Linked DNA regions of Zea mays: all the other regions are linked to region 2. The links are chromatin contacts, called in public Hi-C maps. All regions are on one chromosome and are shown on one strand. The core of a region is the stretch at or near the end of the contact, and the rest is flanking DNA. Distances in the headings are between cores, read along the strand shown.

The links. A called contact is a pair of places that touch in the nucleus more often than the background predicts.
Region 1: a Hi-C map of leaf shows a contact between it and region 2, with 6 times the contacts expected there. The contact joins the promoter of LOC103630544 here to the promoter of LOC732752 in region 2. A contact is called at or near these places in 5 of 25 Hi-C or Micro-C datasets (bundle sheath, leaf, tassel and 1 more).
Region 3: a contact with region 2 is called in a Hi-C map of ear, with 2.3 times the contacts expected there. The contact joins the enhancer-like site here to the promoter of LOC732752 in region 2. A contact is called at or near these places in 3 of 25 Hi-C or Micro-C datasets (ear, leaf and tassel).

The regions. Positions count from the first base shown.
Region 1 is chr6:167,432,290-167,435,654 of Zm-B73-REFERENCE-NAM-5.0, reverse strand. LOC103630544 reads right to left here and starts at 2,100. Exons shown (of 1, transcript XM_008651594.1): 1 at 1,009-2,100. The coding sequence starts at 1,841. The coding sequence ends at 1,401. LOC103630545 (transcription elongation factor SPT6 homolog) reads right to left here and starts at 2,908. Exons shown (of 17, transcript XM_020539606.2): 1 at 2,564-2,908; 2 at 2,283-2,333; 3 at 2,109-2,201; 4 at 876-1,002; 5 at 712-796; 6 at 485-626; 7 at 252-390; 8 at 1-141. The coding sequence starts at 2,313.
Region 2 is chr6:167,123,338-167,126,778 of Zm-B73-REFERENCE-NAM-5.0, reverse strand. LOC732752 (cystatin 3) reads left to right here and starts at 1,428. Exons shown (of 3, transcript NM_001308500.1): 1 at 1,428-1,688; 2 at 1,765-1,966; 3 at 2,130-2,314. The coding sequence starts at 1,557. The coding sequence ends at 1,965. LOC100284240 (dr1-associated corepressor) reads right to left here. Exons shown (of 6, transcript NM_001157135.1): 6 at 2,290-3,138. The coding sequence ends at 2,632.
Region 3 is chr6:167,567,108-167,570,454 of Zm-B73-REFERENCE-NAM-5.0, reverse strand. LOC100384100 (a long non-coding RNA gene) reads left to right here. Exons shown (of 1, transcript NR_146418.1): 1 at 1-2,274. Among protein-coding and RNA genes, the nearest start is that of LOC100384100, 8.2 kb to the left of the region's middle. Within about 2 kb of position 2,089, at least 16 of the 20 cell types and tissues checked have an H3K27ac peak or open chromatin away from gene starts, as enhancers often do. A contact at or near this core is called in ear, leaf and tassel, where this site is marked.

The sequences.
Region 1 (3,365 bases), core at 851-3,350, 310 kb before region 2:
TTAAGGGCCTCCCTCTCAAGCTCTTGTTTTCTTAGTGCCAACAGCTCATCAACATCGCCAAATATGTCTTGGGCCTCTTGCAGAGCAGACGATGATACACCTGCTGCTTGTCGTGGTACCTTCTTTTTAAATTTCTTCCTCCTACAAATAAGAAATAGTACACATTACTTAGGAGTGAACACAGTCAGAAATAATTCCACTGAGCCAAAGACAAGGGGTTGGTGTTCAAAAGATAGGACAAAGATCCACACCTTACAACTTGTCCATTCCCATCAATTTCATCTTCCTCCACAATGAAATCTGCCATTTCATCTTCATCATCACCAACTTCCTCCTCACCCTCCCCTGCCTGCTGATCGTCCTCGAAGTCCTCCTCAAAGGGTGCAGCATCTGAGGAAATTAAAATTGGCAGAAAAAAATAGTTTCAGATACTTCTTGGGATAATTCAAAAGGGCACAACGGAGTCAAATTCTGGTGCGGGTACCTTGATGATCACCAAATAAACTGTACTCGACCCTCTCCTTGCCACTGCGTTTTTTGCCTGTTCCATCACCATCTGAAAAACCAGAGTGCTCATCCATTTCAGATTCCCTTCCAGCCTTTTTCAAGCGCTTAAACTTGTTTCCCTGCAAGAAGACAAAAGGAGCATTCTTCATAAACGGGACCAAGAAAATTGGGTCAGGACAGCAAACTATGACTGAAAAAACATACAGGCTTTGGGCGACTGATGCCAGTGATGTTATTATCCTGGAGCAACATATAGTCATCCTCATCGAGCATGAAGTCGTCTGATTCCCTGTGTAATATCTCATACATTTCAGGATAGCGTACACAATATATTGACATTTATCCGTAGTAGGAAGAAATGGAGGTACCTCTTCTTTTTCTTTTTCTTTCTTCGCCTCTCGTCATCACTCTTCTGTTCCTCTTCCTCTCCTTCCACTTCTTCTTCCTCGTCGTCCACTATGAAGTCATCCTTCTCAAATTCATCCTGACCGTCCTCTGCATATAACCATACTTCTACAATTGTTACTTCACAAGCCCAAGGAGAGATCATAATTTGACACTAACAAAAAAAAGTGAAAATAAAACAATAAAATACTGCAATAGCAAAGCATACAAAACTGAATAATTCAAATAATAAGGAAGCAAAACTGCTCCCTGGTGGGGAGAAAACTACACAGCCCACAGAGATAATTGTATATTTGGGACTCTAAACATAGCGCTTCGCAATATTGCCATCCAAAAGATTTACGTCGCAAAAAAGGGACTACAAACATCTTCTACTTGATTATACTACCATTTAAAGTATTGTCTTGCTTTTCTAATCTAATTTCATGTATTTTGTCCCTGATTAGCCATTTTTACCCGTATGTAATTATAGGCACTAACTGAACTTACTACTCGTCTGCGCTCTCGCGCTCAACAGGATCAACAGCTGGCCAACAGGAAGCCAATTGCAACACCAGGAAGCTAGTATTTGCAATTTGCAGCTTGTTTGCGCAGGAACCAGGAAGCTGGTATTTGTAACTTGCAGGATGCAAACAACTCTTAATGTTCACGTAATACTCATGAAACACCAGGACGATGATACAACTTCCATGGCCGGCGTGTCCCTGGGCTGGGCTTATGATGGACGAGGCGCCCCTGTCCAGCATTACATCGCCCAGCGCGCTCTCACCTAGTGCGATCTCGCCCAACGTGGCGGTCGGCGCGGCCTTGGCCAGCGCGCGCAGGGCCGAGCTCGAATGGGAGCCCGACGGACAGTGCAGCAGGGGTGAGCCTGAGGGCCTGGACGGGGTACAGGGTGGCCGTGGCCAAGACGGTGGCCGGTCGTCCATGGCGGCATGGAGACAGAACGCGCACACAAGATAATTTGGTCTCCTTAGGTACAAAATACAGGGAAAGAAGTAATAAAAGGAAGATTATATAGTAAATGGTAGTATAATCAATTAGAACATATTTGTAGTCCCTTTTTTGCAAAGTAAATATTTTGGATGGCAATATTGCGAAACACTATGTTTAGAGTCCCAAATATACAATTGGCTCCAGCCCACAACCGGAGTGAGCCAGAGACAATATGAAGAAATTGTGAGAAAAAATCTGACCATCGTCGTCGTCGTCGTCATCGCGCTCGTCCATATCGTCCCTGTTCCTCCGCGAGGGCCGCGGATCCTCCTCGTCAGCCTCGAACTCATCTTCTAGGGTTCCAAACAAAACCACCAATTTCCATCAGCAAATGCACACAAATTACCACGAAAGAAATCAGCGGAAAATTATACCTTCTTCATCTGAAAGAACCGTGCGCCCCATTGTTCTCGAGGGATTTCAACCTAACCGAACCAATGAAGGATGAATCGGATTAAGTTCGAGACAGTATCAGATCCAGTAAAGGTCATGGGCGTAAACTCAATCTTTTTCGCAAAAAGAAAACGAAAAAAGTTTGTAGGCGTAACACAGGTGTCCTGCAATTGTAACTGGATCATCAGATCCGAATACAGATAGCTAGGGTTTGAGTGCTCGGTTTCGCACAGCAGGAACGGAAGAGAAGGGATACGCGTACCCGGAGGGTGCGCGTCGCCGGCGGAAGTCCCGAAGGCCTCAGCACCGAGCGTAGGACGGAGGCGGCGGCGGCCCAGTCGTCGGCACCAGACAACCACGCGAGAGGAACGGAAGAACACAGTGTGCCGGAGGGGACTGGAATGTAGAACAAAAGGCGGGCCACACCGCCACAGTGAGGTTTCCGGCCCACTAAACGACTTATATCTATCTACTGCACTCTTAAGCTACAGAAAAAAAATCTTCCAACTCTTATATAGGACTTTGTCAAAATGGGTCACTCTACATTACCGCTCTTTAAATTAGGGCGCTCGTCGGTGCGTTTGGAAAGAGGATTAGTCCAGACGGCATCTGTCAGATACCCACGAACGGGTACCTATAGTGAGACCCATAAAACCCTTTCTAGTCCATTTGTCGAGGAAGCCTGTAAAGCGAGGTGTATGACCAAGTCTCCGTCGAACAAGATTGTGAGGCGAGACGTTCGACCAAGTCCCCGTTGAGCAAGGCTGTGAGGCGGGGCAAACGACCAAGTCCCCACCAAGCAAGCCTGCGAGGCGGGCGTACGAAGAAGATCACACCAAACGGACCCGCAAGGAAGGAATTCAGGCCGATGTTGGCCCACAACGGTCGTGACAGCACACATCATCACCAAACTATGTTTGGGCCATGTGTACAGTGCCAAGGAGGACCACGTCAACAAAGTCTCCACAGTAACAACCCACGTACCAGAAAGGATAGGACAACACGTCTAGTGCATACTCGCACATGCTGGAGGGTGACGCAAGGGCATTGACAGAGGATGAAGT
Region 2 (3,441 bases), core at 179-2,678:
GCATGCAATCCTTCAACGGAAAGAGAAGCCGGCCGCCATGCATGCCATTTTTTCACTATGGGAGGCAGACGTGCGAGAGCTTTTATGCTTATCACCGTCTGTGCATGCATGCATGCATGCGAATCTGCATTCTTTCTCAGTGCAATACGAGACAACCGCTTTGAGAGTTTTGACTGGGCACTCTCCACTTTATTCCTCGCGCAAGTAACACAAATGGGCTCTCATTCGGTCGCTACAGAGGTTTCGGGAGCAAGAGTGCAACTGTGCAAGACCGCTTCCCACGCGCTAACCGCTTGCTCCTACGCGGTCAAAGGAGATCCGGTGGATCGGCCCTTCTCTTAGCGCGGCGCATGGGCATCCTGGCGCGCAGTGGGGCCTAGAGCAGCACGGCGACTGGCGTGGCGTGCGACCTTGCCGTGGGAGGTACAACTGTGGTGTGGGCACGTCGGCATGGGCGCGACTTCTGGCGCGTCTCCGGCGCGGACGTGGCTACTAGCGCAGCACGACCTTCGGCACGACATGGTTCAGCTCGATGAGGGCGCGACTGACGGCGCGGGTGTCGCTGCCGACGTGAGCACGGCTTTCGACGCGTCGTTCATGCTGGCATGCAGGCGCAGGGACTACCGAACGCTGCGCGTGGGCTCGGACGTTCGGCTGCAGGCCGTAACTGCCAGGACGATTCATGTAGCGCGAGACCAGAGCTGTCGTCGCATGTTCTTCTCCAACGAACAAGCAGATCCAATCTACTTAGAAGGACATACCATTCGATTGTGTAGAGGAATCGAAGCCTGTCGCGTAAGACAGTTTGGCTAGGCCGGAGACCTGTCGGATTGACGGAGAGTTGATGCAGATCCAATCCCGCAGCAACGTCGAGGTAGAGCGTGCTGATAACGTGTTGAGAACTACGTTACCACGGATCACCAGATCCGCTCCCTTCCCCCCGTCAGCAGTAGAGGCGCGAGAAGTTGTGGAAGACCCGTCTCCCTTCCCATAAACACGACAGAGGAAACACACGAGACACTGGATATATGGTTGGACCTCTGGCCTCTTTCTCATCTTCATTCCATATGAGGGGTACATGTTCTATATATAGAGACGCGATAGCCCTCAGGGCTATATTCGATATTTGCCCACGTAACCCTTCATTAGGGTTTCTCAACACAGGGGACCGGAGGTGGGACCCATCCATGGAGCCATAGCAATACCGACGGTTCCACAGCTTTCCTTCGCCGCACCGCTTTGCTTCCTCGCAAAGCATCAGATCGTGGTCGAGTCGCCGTCAACGACGCGGCGCTGGTACCGCAGCATCCTTCGCCCCCGCCCCCGTCCCCGTCACCGTATTCGCATCGTCCGGCAAACGGCGACCAGCGCAAACACCTTCCACAAGCCATTGCTTTAGTTTGTTCCCTCTTGCTATAAAATATGCCCGCTCCTGCACTACTACTACTACTACCAGCGATAGTGGCCGGCATCATCCGTCTCGTCTCTCCTCTCCTCTCCTTTTTCCCCCTCCCTGCACAGCGCCGCTCACCGTCACCGGACCACAGCAGCGATCGATGGCTGAGGTACACAATGAGCGGCCCGTGGGGATGGTGGGCGACGTCCGGGACGCACCGGTGGGCCGCGAGAACGACCTCGAGGCCATCGAGCTCGCGCGCTTCGCGGTCGCCGAGCACAACAGCAAGACCGTAAGACGCGTTCCGCACATTTTTTTTTTAAGTTTTGAGATCGGAGCCCTCACATGGATGCATAATACACGCGCAGAACGCGATGCTGGAATTCGAGAGGCTGGTGAAGGTGAGGCACCAGGTCGTGGCCGGGACCCTGCACCACTTCACCGTCGAGGTGAAGGAGGCCGGCGGCGGCGAAAAGAAGCTGTACGAGGCCAAGGTGTGGGAGAAGGCGTGGGAGAACTTCAAGCAGCTGCAGAGCTTCGAGCTCGTCGGAGACGCCGCGGTCGCCTGAGGTACAGGATCTTTTTACAGGGAGGGACTAGCACAAGAAATACCATACGGGAACAACACTCACATGGTTCTGTAGAACCGGTTCACCTTGTGCTTGCATAACCATATTTGAGGTAGTAAAGGTATCATCTTCCAGTGCCATGATGTGTTTTTTTCTTCTTCAAGGCGCACAGGCTTTTCGCTGGAGGCTGGAGCACAACAATGAAAGAATTTAACTGTCATCCCACTGGAAAAGTATGATATAATGAATAAACCAGCGTCTTACCCACATGTATTGTACCCTAATGAGATATTTGACCACTGTAATAGAATGAGATGTGCTAAGGAATCTGAAAGCCTTCTTGCTTTTTGTTGCCAACTTGCCATACATGATACATCCGCCAACAGGTCTCAGCTATCCAAGAAAGCAGAAGGATAGATAACATAAAACTGGAGAGCAACTGGAATGTACAAACGGTACTATCTGCGAAAGCAATAGCTGCTAATAGAACCTAACTTGAGAACATTACAGTCAACTAGTCAAACGACCTTAACCTCTGGGACATTATAAGCTACATCGGCAGCTTTGGCGGCTATATGATACATGAGAACTGCTACAGAGTTAAGCTGAACCTACAGTTGTCCTGCTATTCCTACTCATCAACTCTGAAGCTATATAACGGCGGAGCTAGTCTTCATTGTCATAATCCTCGTCCTCCTCCAATCTATGGTTTGTTGACAGAGCAAACTGGACAGGGTCCATCTCCATCTTGTTCATGTCAGCCAGTTCCCAAGCACCAAAGAAGTCCTTGAGTTTTGCTCCTTCCCTTAACCGTGGAACAGATGGTCCAGGTGCTGCAGTGGCTGCAGCGCAACTAGTTGCTGGAGCTGACAGCTGGGGTTCGGGTGGCACTGTAACCTCATCCTCTTCATCGGTTGGATCTAAATTCAAGTCAATGTTCCTTAAGGAAGGCCTGGCATTGCTCATTGGTGTAGTGTCCTGTTTTGCTTCAGTTACATTCGAGACCTCATCTGCTACCTCCACCTTTAGGCTGGCTACCTTGCTAGATTGATTCTCCTCCTTGAATTGTTCAGGACTTGTGACCACCTCCCGCCAAGGTCCACGTACACTACGGCGACCTCTCCCACGACCTCTCCCACGGCCTCTGCCATTGCTTGTATGGCTTTCTGTCTCCTACACAAAAGCAACTCATTCAGAAAAATGAGCTCAGAAAATCTAAGGATCAATAAAAAATGGGATGATTATATTCGATAATACGAAGGGAACAGCAGGAAACTAAGTTCTGACAAATACTTTAAATTAATATCAACATCGGTTGAAATAGACCAATCTAGTCACTAAATTTTCCTCTCTTTTTTTTTGGCTCCAATATAGCTTTGTCGAGCAAAAACGCTTGTTTTGCTACTTTGCTAAAGGAATGTATGATGTAATCTCCAACCAATGACTATTCCGCTCCCTTGGCAGCTATAGAACTTG
Region 3 (3,347 bases), core at 840-3,339, 440 kb before region 2:
TTAGTTTTGTTGGTTATCATTAGATTGATTGCCTGGAACAAATGGAACACCTCCTCAGTCTGGTTTGTGACGTTGGCCCCCTTGCCTTTTTAGAACATTGTTCATTTGTTCTGTAATTTCCTCACTCTGGACTTTCCATCTGACGCATCTTATCCTTTGTGGAACAATAACCAAGAAAGATTCTGCTGCTTCTGTTCCTGCCAAAAGTAAATCTGTCTGAACAAACTTGTTTGGCTGAACTATTGTTGCCCTTGATTACATATGTGACTGTCTTGGGGATGCAACTGTGGAGTCTTTGAGATGGAACTGTCCTTTGTGGAACAATAACCAAGAAAGATTCTGCTTCTTCTGTTCCTGCCAAAAGTATATCTGTCACAAACTTGTTTGGCTGAACTATTGTTGCCCTTGAATACACAAGCCTATGTGACTGTCTTGGGGATGCAACTGTGGAGTCCTTGAGATGAAACTGGATTTACACAAAAGTAAATCCTTTGTGGACTAGCAGTAGTTGCATATACATGGATGGGTTGAAGTTTAGCCATCCTGGTTCATATTCATGTAGTGCAGTTCATATTCATGTTGATATGCAATACAGGTTGGTGTTTGTTCAACTTGAATGCAAGCTAGGATCGGTTGCTTCTATTTATGTAACTCTGTATTATCTCCAGATTAGTATATTCATATATTCATCTTGTTATATGGTGCACTAGGATCTTGAACAATAATTTTATTGGAGCTGGTTGTTGTGGCAATGGAGCATCTTCTACCTAGGCCAAATGAGATGGAGTCTGTGGCATGTTTTGGTTTGAGTCCGGTCATTCCATGATTTTTATTGGAGCTGGTCTTGTGGCAATTGAGCATCTTGAGCCTAGGCCAATCTAGATGGAGGACTCCTAGTTTTATTGGCGAAGATGTTTTTGTGGAGTCCGATCGTTCCATGATTTTTATTGGAGCTGGTCTTTGGCAATTGATGAGCATCTTCTTCCTTGGCCAAATTGGATGGACTCTAGTTTTGGTTTGAGTCCGACCATAGAATGATTTTTATTGGAGCTGGTTCTTGTGGCACTTGGGCATCTTCTCCCTTGGCCAAATAGGTGGACTCACTAATTTTGTTGGACGAGATTAACTGTGGAAGGTTTCGATGTTTTACAATTGGAACACATTCACTGTTCATTCCTGAGTATTTAAACGCGATACTTCAGATACCTTCTCGTACTAGGTTTACTTATTGATCATAAAAAAATTCCTGTTTTTTTACGTAGCGTCTTTGTTGCTTCTCTGTTGTTTTACACATGTGCTCTGCTGCTTTGTATTTTACTGCTTCTTTGTTGTTTTACACATGTGCTCTGCTTCTTTGTTATTTTACACGTGTGCTCGATGTTCATCCATAAAATATGCTAAAAGAATAGCTACTTCGTTTGGCGCAAAAACCAGTTACGTGTTTTGTTTATTTTTATAATGTCTGAGAACATGATTTTTTTTTTGTTGTATTATTTGTGTTCCCTGTTTGTTTGTTTGTTTGCGGTTTAACACTGCCTTTGCCGGTCCCAAGCCCGGATGCGAAAATGTGGAGGGAACTGCAGGTTGCTTGGCGAACCGTTCAGGTTTAGTGTTGAGACTTCCTTTTAAGACATGCTGTGCCACTGAATGAACGCATCATAATGAACTTGGACAATTGTCAGGCGCGCAGCAAGTTGCTTACCTGAACCCGTTTCATCTATTGAGATGTGGGAATTAAAGTTTGAGCCACAGGCACCGGCTGACAGACTTATCATGAAAGCGTCTTCGAAATGGACACCTAACGCGCGTTAATATTGTTTATCTTAAATTAGCGTACCTCAACGTTATCGTGGAGATAAACCAGCATATCAATAGCAGTATCTATCCAGCTCCTTTTTTTACGCTACCTGGACGTTTTTAGCTAATTTTATCAGACCTAGCAGTAATCACAGAGCTGTCAAACAAAACTGTCAAACAGAGCAGAAAGATGAAGTTTTCTGAAACTGAGGAAATAACCATACCCTAAAGTTCGCTGCTCGCAGCGTCGGCATGGTGTGCTTCATTGATAATGTGTGTTCAGACGGGAGAAGGAGAGAAAGCGTGGGGCACGTCACACGTAGGAGGGTGTGTTTGGTTTGGCTTTGGCTTTTGCCTCTCTAAAAGCCAAAAGCCAACCAAAGGGCTGGATCCAGGAAGCAGCTTTTTCTAAAACCTGACTTTCTCGCAGTGTAAATCTGAAAGCATCCCTGGATCTGCTTTTAGTGGCTTTTCGGATGAAACTGTGAAAACATATATCGAAGAACTTTTAATGACTTTTAGTGATTTCCACTAAACGGTTTTTAGCTTTTTAACAGCTTACAGCCTACAGCAGCTTTTTCTACAGCTCACAGCCCACAGTAACTTTTTTCACAGCCACAGCCCAACCAAACAGACCCGGAGTACAAGAGGACAATATTCTTCTAATGGTAAAATGCATTTTCGGTCCTAAATCTTGTCTACATGTGTCAATTCGACCAATAAATAAATAAAATGTCTGTTTATATCTCTGTTACGTTCTAACGTTCGCCGGTTAGTGGGGGTATGGCACCCTAATTTCGGGATGGGGGGTCTCACCGGCGTCGGCGTGCACCACGGGCCGCTGCTCACCGTGATTAAGTGTTTGTGTTGGATTGTCCACGGCAATTACTAGACCAATAAGCTCGGGATGTCTTGGGCTTGGTGTCAATGTCACGGGGATCCGGGATTTGCAACTCGGGTGCCAGGTCGTTTGTCTCGGTGGGCTCGCCGCCGCGCCACCGTTTGGTCGCGCCGAGGGTAGGAGATGACGGGGGGCGTTGGATTGGTACCGACGGCTCGGATTAGCGGCAGGTTACCGTTTCGGTGAATGGAATCATGACCGTTGATATTGAATCCTAAGGCTGAATGCAGATCGCGTTTCATAAAACCTTATCCGTCGATCTTAGATCCTGCGACCCTTAACCCGTACCGGTTCAATTTAGGTTAGTCGTGATTGTGTTCGTTCGGGTTTGATCGGACGGTTGGGATCGCATGTGGTCATGACGCCAAGGTAGAATTGTATAAGAGCCCCTCTACTTCCGCGGTATCAACCCGTAGTCCTGGCGGACGAATTCTGAGTCTTATGAATAGTTGTGCAATGGCCCCAGTTTTCGGTTAAATCTTGCGCCGAGTCCAGGAGCTAGAAAATCAAGGGAAAAGGAAATATCAATTTATTTTATTGTAAAAATAATTGTTAGAACTTATTTAATTCCTAGCAAATTCATATTAATTTCAAATTGATCCATTCCAATTTCTATAATTTTGTAATAATGTTGTTCATCACATAGTGT